Regions from separate parts of the Mus musculus genome. Here region 2 is linked to region 1. The links are chromatin contacts, called in public Hi-C maps. All regions are on one chromosome and are shown on one strand. Each heading gives the region's core, a stretch centred on a gene start, on an enhancer-like site or on the middle of the called end of the contact. The rest is flanking DNA. Distances are from core to core; before and after follow the strand shown.

Evidence for each region. A called contact is a pair of places that touch in the nucleus more often than the background predicts.
Region 2: a contact with region 1 is called in a Hi-C map of cortical neurons, with 2.1 times the contacts expected there. The contact joins two enhancer-like sites. A contact is called at or near these places in 2 of 484 Hi-C or Micro-C datasets (cerebral cortex and cortical neurons).

The regions. Positions count from the first base shown.
Region 1 is chr9:112,731,684-112,737,116 of GRCm38.p6, reverse strand. No RefSeq gene overlaps it. Among named protein-coding and RNA genes, the nearest start is that of Gm24957, 210 kb to the right of the region's middle. Within about 2 kb of position 2,481, at least 7 of the 459 cell types and tissues checked have an H3K27ac peak or open chromatin away from gene starts, as enhancers often do. A contact at or near this core is called in cortical neurons, where this site is marked.
Region 2 is chr9:113,343,955-113,349,387 of GRCm38.p6, reverse strand. The region is part of intron 4 of Gm39436 (predicted gene, 39436); the gene reads left to right. Among named protein-coding and RNA genes, the nearest start is that of Gm39436, 13 kb to the left of the region's middle. Within about 2 kb of position 2,682, at least 14 of the 459 cell types and tissues checked have an H3K27ac peak or open chromatin away from gene starts, as enhancers often do. A contact at or near this core is called in cortical neurons, where this site is marked.

The DNA of each region.
Region 1 (5,433 bases), core at 1,232-3,731:
AACCATCTCCCCTAAGGGAGGGACTATTTGTAACCTATATTAAGAGGTCAGGCTTCGATTCATCCAAACATGGCTTCTGGGACTATTTCGAAGGAGATTGCTGCCTTCATTTATTCAGTCAGAGGGGAGATGCCCCATGTGCAGCCTCTCTTGGTTTCACACCATAAAGCTCAGCAGGTGTCTTAATCCTTGGAGCCATCTTGCTTTCTCTACCTACATTCAAAAGTATAGGCTGAGCTGGTAACAGGAAGAGAGAACTGGATGTAAAAATGATTCCAATACCCCCAACATTGCTAAGCTTGTGGATTTGTCCCCAAGTTCCAGTGGATTTGAATTCATCCTGTACTGTGGATTGGGTGGCACATTGTCAATAGTTCTGCCCACCTGGTAATAGGTTTGTACCCATGCTTGAGGGATCACAATTGCTCAGCTACCCAGTTCCTGAGTAGGCCACCAGGTCCAGAGCAGCTGTGGACATCTCCCAGACATCCTACATCAGCCCAGTAGCAGCCTCTGATTGTAGAGCATCAGGAAGCCTGATGAATGGAGGTCAAGAAGAGAAATAGTTCCTGAGTACGTAAAGCAGGAAGAAAGAAAGCAGTAGACTAAGAGATGATGATGATGATGATGGTGATGATGATGATGAAGAAGACAGTGATGATGACAGTGGTGGTGATGGTGATCATGGTGGAGGATGATGGTAATGGTGATAATGATGCTGGTGGTAGTGGTAATGCTGAGGAGAAGGAGGAGGAAAAGGAAGAAGAGAAAGAGGAGGACATGAAGATGGGGAGAAGGTTTTTAAGGAGACAGAAGAGAACATACCCAACCTGTTATCCAGAAGAGTTCCAGAGAGCCATTGGGTTTTGAGGACCCATTGTCTGAGAGCTATAGCCTTGGCTACAGCCAATGACTAAAATCCTGAATCCCAAGGCTAGCACAAGGATAATACCCATGGATGCTACTTGCCTGCTGTTGCTTCTGTCTGCTTACAACAGCCAAACAGTGGAGGAAACAATAGTTTCCATAGCCCAAGCTTATCTAGGCTCAGTAAAACTCCCTCAGCAAGCTGAACTTTTAACACATGCCTTTGTTGACATAGAACTTTGTTGTTCTGTGGTTTGTTATTTTTGCAGGAAGGACAAAGTTCTGTGGAAATGTGCCATTGAGACTGTCACCTGTTAGCTGTTTCCTGCTCAAACAAGCTCACAGGAACAGGTATTCAACACACTGGTCATAGAAATACAATCCATATGCAGCAACTCACTAAGACCCTGCAACTCTTAGAACAAGTATTCTATTTCACTTGTAAACTTTAATTTCTTAACATTATTCAGCATTATAAAGTGTTGTTCTTGAAAGATAAATGAAGTTCTTTGTGTGGAAATCTTCTGCATTGTGGAGGGGGCAGCAAAGCCACACACCCTAGAATCTATTATGGTGTTAATGTATATTATTGAGAGAAGATAATGAGGACACCTTGGACAGGTTAGGCAAGGCTTTGTCCTTGGGTAACAAACACAGAAATCTTCTTTTTCTTCCTTTCCTAGAGTTTGTCACTGAGATATTTTTAGCTCACTGCAAGTGAGTGACTCGGCTCTGTGAACAAGTGTCTCACACTCTATACTGCGGGAAATGCTATTTATTATTGATGCCACTATGCATATTCTATGGCACAGAAAACATGCTAAATTTTCTACTGGTCCCTTTGGCACAAAGGAGAAGAAAACTTTTTAAAAGGAAAACATTGCTTCATCTATAATAAATTAATCACAACTCAATATGTGGGTTTTGAAAGTAACAAAGCACATTGCAGCTACTTTCGAAGGGATTTTAGGCTATATGCAAATAAGAGGCTCTAAAACTTTCAATTTGGAGATTAGCATATTGATGCTTTCTTTGCCCCTGGTTATGCTTGCCCTACCTACAGTGTTGATATTCTCTCTGCAGTCCCGAATAGGAGCAGACAGGAAATAATTAACTCTCATTTGTAAAGTGTTTTATGGTTCAGTTTTGTGTCCATAGTTCCCATTCATGTTTCTTTTGCAGTCTTTGGAGACACACAATGAAAGTGGTCTCCCACTGACCCCACATTCTAAATAAATGAATCAGATCATAGAATAGGTGTGAAGTGGACCATTCAATGCTCTGCCAGGTTCTAAGGTTTCTGCATGCCCTGACCCCCCTTGAGGTTTCTTCTAAGATGTGAAATGTCTGTCTGCCTATTTATTGCCTTTCTGCAGAACGGTTTTTATATAGATGCTTTATTCAGCCCATCTGTTTCTAAACTTGTCTTACGAAATCTCTGTGTTGGATTATTTCTATGTCTCTTGGCTGCACTTATTTTCTGGGATGCTATACTCACTCTTAGTACTTAATATGTGTAAGATCAGACATCAGACAGAAAACAAGACAGGGAACAAGTATCTGCGTCTCTGACAGGGTACCATGGTTCTGTCCTTATGTCAGCATGACAGGGGTGGGCATAGACAGTGTGTGTCCCTATCCATGAGAGGACATCTGCTAGATGCTATATGTGACATCACAACTAGTCTGGCTGTCATTCTTTAGGCCAAGTCCTCCTTATAAGACCTTGTTTCCTGACAAAGCTATTAAGGAGGAAATGGCTTGTAAGAACATTTTCCTGCTTTATAAAGCTCTGTGCAGGGGTATATGAACAACTATAATTATCATTATTAATATAGGCCTCTTCAGAGCAACCAGAAGCAACTGCTTATTACTGAAGAAAAATAATTTCCACTTGTTTGAAGCCACAGTGACATTGCATTCTGTCTATGACAGGTAAGGCTTTACAACACAATTGGGGACAGATGAGAAATTTTATATAAATTTGTTTTTTATTTTTATTAAAGCGCTTCTATTTTGCACTTGTGTTTTGCCTGCCGACATGGGCTAAGTACATGGAAGGAAAAAGCTTAAAGGCATACTCTCATCCTAGCTTTTCTTAGACCTCTCGGTTACCCACTAGCTATAACACATGAAGGAAGTCCACTGTAAGATGCATAAGGCTTTTAAAGGATGCCTAAAAACCTAATCTAAGCATCTTTGGTTGTTCTGTGTACATATGTGATCTACCACAAGAGTCCTGACAACCACCTGGATGGTACTGTGTCTTAGCCCATCATCCGGCATTCACTCAGAAAAGAACATAGTACTCCCTCATACCTCCTGTGTTCCTAAGCAAACTTCATATCCTCTTCATTGAGAAACCCACTGTCACCATGTTGGAGTGCCATGAGTCTGAAGCAGATTCCGGTTTTCATTGTACAGATCACTGAGAAAAGAAAATCAAACAAACACGCCTACCTTCCTATAAGGAAGGATGACAATGATGTAAAGAACGATGTAAATAAATCAATAGGTCAGTGACTGCACATGTGACTTACAGCTGGGATAGAAAACAAGAAGGCTCCTTGTATGACCACTTGCCTGAAAGAGTTTGTAGAAAGAGGTGAACCATGGACTAGACCCAATGGTTACTTTCCTGCTTATTTAACTTGATTCTGTTTAAAAATCCCTCTATAAAGATGAGGTTAGTAAAGCATGCAATACATTTAACAGATGGGTTAAAAATAGAAAAACAAAAAGAGGAGATAGGAGCTCAGGAAGAGGAAAGGGGAGGGGGGACAGTAAGGGAAAAGAACGCCACAAGTCAGTAAAAGCATCAATGCTTACTGCAGTGCTCTTAGTGGTAGCTCACTTACAGAATGACATATGTGCTCAGGTTACAGAATGGCCTACATGCTTAGGTTACAGAATGGTCTGTGTCCAGAATATAGAATGACCTGTGTTCAAGTTACAGAATGAACTACATGCCCAAGTTCCCGAATGACCTGTGTGCCCAGGTTATAGAATGACCTATGTGCCCTTATAGAATGTCCTATGTACCCAGATTACAGAATGGCCTATGTACATAGGAAGACATAAGGAGAATGTGGTACATAGACAGACATAACAGATTTCTGCTGAGCTGTAAAGAAGAACAAAACTGTGCCTTTTCAGAAAACAGATGCCACTGGAGATAGTGCCATTAAGCAATGCACGTCAGGCTCAGAAATACCCTCTAACATCATTCCCCTCAGTTGTATGAGATTTTATACACATCAACAAAATCAGGCATGCATATATGACATGAAAACAGAAGCAATACAGTCTAGAAGGAGCTGGTAAACCAAAGAGAGGGAATCTAAAACAAAACAGAGGCTATGAGTGTGGTGGAGGGGGAAGCATGGTTGAAGTACATTATATGCTTGTATGAAAATGTCATTCTAAACCCCATCACTGTGCACAATCAATTTATGTCCAAAACAAAGAATGAACATACAGGGGACAGGCTGTGAAAAGCAGGCTGCAGCTGATATTCAAATGAGATGCCTGGGTAATGGTTTCCAATGGAAAATGCTCGCTTTGCAACCCCAATTCTTCAATGAAATCTACTCGTGGAAAACTGATCCAATAGAATGGATGGGCCATGGATTGATGATAGACAGACAGATCGATATATTGATTATATGGATATAGAAAATATCTAATAAAAAAAGAAACTAGAGGGGAATTGCAAAATAAAATACATTTAAAGTATTTAATATAATTTATAATCCTTAAAGTTTTAATATGTATTATAAAAATAGAAAAGCAAATGATAGATACATAGCAGATGGATAATATGTAATTTGATTGATAATAGATGTATATTAAACAACAGATAGTGGAGAAGTAGACGGTAGGTATAAAGATAGGTGACAGAGAGGTAGAGAAGGTAGGTACTTGTAAGAGCAACTTTATGGTAAGCCTTGCTTTATTTATTGTTATGGAGGCTCAGAAGACCAAGATACATCTATCTGAAAAACCAAGAAAGAAGAGAGAAGCTATCCTCCTGCCTGCACTGGGGTTTAAGGTTCAAGACACAGGCCCTCTGATGCTGACACCTAACACTTCACCTGGAGCTAGCCTGCTCATTCCACACTAAGTACCTGCTTGACCTACAAGCAACAAGATTACATGATGTCCACCCACAGTGCTGAGGGAGATCTTTATCTGTTCACTCTGATTCTGGTATTTATCTTCCCCAGAGGCCTAACAGATACACTAGACTTTGATCTTTCCAGGTTGGTACATAAAATTAACTCTACATCCGTCTTGTTTCCTAGTAGTCTGAATAAACCTGGTCTAGCATATTTCAAGATGTCTTGTGGGTGTTGGGGGTACATGTTCATGTGGATATATAAGCATGAGTATGTGTGTAGGTGTGTGTAGAGTCCAGAGACCAATGCTAACTGTATTCCCTGATAACTTGCTTATTTACTCAGCATCAAGAGATCCTTCTGGCTCAGATTCCCATAGCTTGCTACCCTTTCCCAGTACTACAGATATGCACTGCTATCTTCAGTTGTTTACATTGGTACTGAGGAT
Region 2 (5,433 bases), core at 1,433-3,932, 610 kb before region 1:
AACATTTTAATGCATTAGAGACAGAGTGCTTGAGTTACCTCTTAGCATCCTTGTCTTCCTACAGACCAAGCCTTTGAGATTTCAGCTTCCTTCATCAATGCAGACTACCAAAGTATATTCCTTAAGTAAAAGTCATAAGATGTTAGTTTTGATCCTTGTTACTAGAATGAGTCTGTTAAATTCTCAGTGAGAACTCAGTGAACTCCTTCACAGAAAGGTAGGCATTTGGGAGAGGCTACAGAGCTTCACATTAAATTCTATACTTGTGTTATCACATAAGTTCATGCACTTAACTACCTGCCCCCCCAACCTAAGACTCCAGGAGAGAGTCAGAAAACCAATTAACTTCATGTTCTTTTTCATAACTCACATACATCACCTGCATTCAGTATAGGCTTTGAATCTGGTTTATTATGGAGTACGGTGTTTTATTTATTTGCATGTACTTTTTAAATAATAAAGTTTATAAAATTAAAAACAAATCTTGGATTAAGTTGGTAGCACTTATCTGATTCTCTATAAACACTGGATTTTCTTGAGCCTATTGGTTGAGGCCTTGGACTTGTGTTAAATTATATCTCCCCCCCCCCCCCCCGTAGAAGGCACGGGGCTCCATTGAACTATGTGCTGGCCTAATCCCAGTGGATCTTAAAGGTATTCTTTGAGAGTGTCAGCTCCCTCATGAGGTGACAACTAGTCATGAAAATGGCCGTGAAGGAAGTGTGTGGGCTAGGACACTGCCCTAAAGTTTGTGAGACAGAGGCTCTTCTGGCCATGGAGATCTCATTGCTAATGTCAAGCAATCCTAGGTTAGGCACCTTTCACTTGGGCAAAAAACTGCAGAGATTCTAGCATGTAGCTATTACTCCATACCCAGTACTGGTTCTGTCTCTGGTTGTAGGTATGGAGAACTTATGTGTTACATCAGCCCTTCTCTTGCTATTGCTACAAAGCAGGATTCTGAGCAGCAAGTAAGAAAAACCCCAAGGACTTGCTTTGATTGTAACGTGAAGAGCTGGAATGTGTTGGCTTTCTAAGGAGCCGGGGAGAAGGTACTACAGGTCCAAAAGGATGCTGTAGGCATCCCACCTGAGCCCCTGGCTTCTATCACCAGGCCAACTTGATCCTAAACAGCTAGACTCCTTGTGTCATTGATTGGAGACTCCTGTGCTCTGGTTACTGGAGCTCCTGTGCTCAGTCCTGCACGTAATCTAAAGTGCTGGGGGAATGTGGGCTTTCTGCCCAGCCCCATGAAAACATCAACTGGCTACAAGACACCGGAGTGTGAATGTCCGCCTGCCATGCTCCTCCCTCCCAGGTTCAGGCTGAATGTCCTCTCTGTGGCAGCCTCCTGACTTTGTACCTTTGCTTGGTCTCCTCTTCCATCCTCTACTCCCCAACTGGCCTTCCCGGGGGAGTTTTTAGTTCCTCGTTTGTATGTAGTTTTAAGTCTTTGTCTGGCACTGAGCATCTGTAAAATGGAACTAAACTGTCTCACCTTCCCTTGTGTTTCTTAAAAGCCTTCTGAAGTAAGATTTGTTCCCATTTTACAGACAAGGAAACAGGCTGAAAGGATAAAGGGACTCTGCAGTTTGTGATTCTAATCTGCTTCTGGGCCCAGTATCTGTCTGTGTGCCCTGAAACTCAATTAGAATTTGATTTGGGGCGTCTGGAGGCCACATAGGAATTGCCTCCTTAATTGAACCACAGGAATTGAGGAGACCTGGGGTCTGAGGAACCATAGGCCCCCAGCTGATGGTACTTCTGACTCCTCCTCTTCTGCACACACACACACACACACACACACACACACACACACACACAGAGAGAGAGAGAGAGAGAGAGAGAGAGAGAGAGAGAGAGAGAGCTGCTGGATAAGCCAGCAAACTCTGCAGGGCCAGTTCTGTGCTCTACTTACTGGGAAGGCCCAGGGTAGATCAGGGTGCTTGACAGCTAACAGGCACTCAGACCACTGGACCTTCGATCGAAGAACCTAACATAGGGCAGCTTCCTTTATGAGAAAGCCTTTCTGGAGAAATCAATTAAGTCCTAATGAAGGGATTTTCTGAGTTCTTAAAAAGAATTGCAACACCTTGAGTCAATTTCTTACTGTCACCTACATCATGGCTTACAGCGACGACTTCAAACCGATGCCCCTCTGAGGTACGCTTGCCAGCCCCGTTAGCTGAGTCTGTCAGGTTCTTTACCCTTGATACATTTTCAGATGATATGCATATTTTAAGAGTCCAGTGACATCAATTCTAATTCTGGGGAATTACAAATTCTTCTCCCCCATTTCTTATGCAGAAATCTTCCACTAAAATTAAGCCTAGTCATTATACCAGACATTAAACATGAGAAACGGGCTGGATCTGATTGAACCACTCCAGAGGGGGCCAAACGATGGAGTTATTATTTTTAAATTGGGAACCGATATAGCCTTTTGTGTCTTGCTGGCAGTGATATTGGATATTTTTCTTACTTGCGTTTTTATCAAACCGCCCCAGAGTGTACAAATCCGGATCACAATTCAGACGGACATGATGGCCACAGTCCCTGGAACTTTTTTTGTTGAATGCTGTGTGGGTGGACATCGGGATTGGCGAGAGGCCCCACTGAGAACAGGCGGCTGCTGGGCAGCCTCCCTTTAGCCCCGCTCCACTAATGTCTCTCCCAGTGTGGGCTAGCGCCAGGCTGCTTCTGTTATGTACCAGCCCACGATAGATAATTGCCTGCCGGCTTTGTAATGCCTTAGTTCTCGACTGGAGCTGAGAACCAGGGGATGGGCTCTCGGTGTCTAGTAGCATTTTAAGTCATAACCACACAGGGGACTGAAGTGAGATCCAAAGGAGTTTATGGACATCACCGGATTGAACTGGATGCTTAGCACATTGACTCTAGGTTTTATGTAAATAACACATGGGCCTGGGTGTTACGGATAGATGGATGGCTCTGTGGCAAACTCTCACCAGGAGTTAGCAGAGCAGTGAGTTGTCTGTTTCTTCTGGTACTGAGGGTCTGGAATCTGGACAGAGCACAGCAGGGGTGGAATATCTTGGTTTCATTTGCTGTCTGCTGGGCAGAGATGTCCTCTGTTCTTCCACTGCCCAGTGATGAGGACAGAAGATAAAGCTGGCCGGAAAGGGCAGAGCAGCAGCTCAGAGAATGCCCTTGCTGGAGGGAGGGAGGATAACAGGAAATTCTGCTTCTCTAGTTCTTGTCCCTTGGCCTTGCCTGGAAGTTTTGTTTTACAGTTGGTTGTGAGCCACCATGCCAGGACTGGGAGTTGAACTTGATACCTCTGGAAGAGCACTCAGTGCTGGTAACTGCAGAGCCATCTCTCCTGCCTGGAAGCTGTACACGTGGACATGAACGAAACTGAGAGGAGAGGAGGCTACCACACAGCACATGGTCGACCAACTGGACCATACCTCACCCCGGTCTTTACCATAAATCCTTTAAAAATCTGGGGCAGCAGCGAGGGTATCCCATTGCCAGGACTCAATCCTGCTACAGAAGTGCTGCTTTCTGTTTCTCTTAAGCCCGACCTAAGAATCCACAATAAACTTCTCTTTAAACCCCCCTTCCCCTTTATGGTCTGTGTATTTCATCCTTTGAATTCTCTAGACAAGGACACAAAAGCCACCTGTCCTAGTGGCTTTGGAGGACACTGAGTTTTACAGGACCCTAGACCACAAGCTAAGTTTATCAAGAGCCAAGAAAGACTCCATTGCTGTCAAAGACACCTTCAAATCTCCTGCCTTAACTACGAAGGTTCTAGTGGCTGGGGACAGGCTGCAAGGACTCAGCTGGGCTCACAGCTGTCTTCTGCTTTGCTGTGTGGCTTCAGGGCCCCTTCCATCTTCACAGACCACTCAAGATCAGCAAGGTGTGAAATCTCTGACAGGGGAGCTCAGAGCAAGCAAAGGAGCACAAAAGCAGAAACCCTGGAAATGGCATGTATGTATGTATGTATGTATGTATGTATGTATGTATGTATGTTTTAAGTGTGTAGGTATTTTGCTTACATGTATATTTGTGTATTTTGTGCATGCCATGCCTGTAGAATCCAGAAGAAGGCATCAGATCCATGGAACTACACAGTTCCATGCAGTTACTTGCAGACAGTTGTTTAGTTGGCATGTAGGTGCTGGGAATGAATCCAGGGTCTTCTGGGAGAGCAGCCCATGCTTTTAACCATGGCACATCTCTCCAGGCCCCTGCTCCGTTCTGCTTAGAACAGGCACAGAAGCACCACCAGGGTATTCTTCCAGTACCCCCACGCATCAGTTCATAATTAGTGGAAGGGGACTCTGCAAAGGTATGAGGTATGGAAGACATGGCCTTCTAAAGTCTGCTGGTGTGTGAGATCCTACTCTAGGCAGGATCCTTATAAAACAGGACCAGAAAGCAGTTGGTACAGGTCTCACACTCCTAGTTTGAAGGTGTCTCAGGTCAGCTGGATCAGAGATGGAGGAGGAGACTGATGAAGGCACCGAGGACCAGTGGCTAGACCAGAGGCGTGAACACTCAGCCAGAGATGCCGAGACCAGGCTGAGGCAGAGACTGATCCCCATTATGGGATGGCTGGTCTGAGATTTAGCATGTTTATTTTGTTCTTGCCTTCAAATAAAGCAGCTTGTAGATTATCTCCTAGGATCATGGTAGACTCACAGTGAGACAAAGCATGGAGGTATCAGATGTGAACCCAGCCCATTGCCTGGTACATAGCTAACATGGGAGACAGGTTGCTGTAATTGCCATCAGAGTAATGGTGACATTAAGGGGCTCAGTGTTGTGGTCATGGAGACTAGTGCTGGGGGAGTTGGGATGAAGCCAAGGAAATGAACATTTCCCGACTCCTTGACAGGCTCTGCACCTGGCATCTCCTGTTCTCTGCCTCTATGCATGCCCATGGCCTCTGCAGGAACAACTGAGTTTAAAGACAAGAAGACCTTTGGAGGGATTAACAAATTCATACTCATAATGGTCAGGTCTGTCTGCTTCCTCCCTCTCCACTTCTTCCCACAAAGAAAGGCAAGCTACCATAGTGTTTTCAGGTGGACAGCAGTCTTGGGACCAGCAACGACTGTCCTGCTGTGCCTTACACACTGACTTCAGCTCTTGTTAAGTTTTCAATCTGAATGTCCCCAGCAGGTGATGCTCTTTTGGGAGATTGCAGAACCACCAGGAGGTGGGACATAGCTAATGGAAGCAGGTCACTACCCGTGGGCCTTTGAGGATCATAGCTCTGCCCCTGGGCCCTTTAGACCCTATGCTTTTTGATCTATGGTGTTGTGAGGAACCTTTGCCACACTCTCTGGTGGCCTCGAATGAAGTTTTCTGCTATGTCTTCCTTTCTGGGATGGATAGAAATCCCTTTGGGACCATGAGCCCAAAAATATTCCCCCTGTGCTGCTTAGGTTTTTTGTT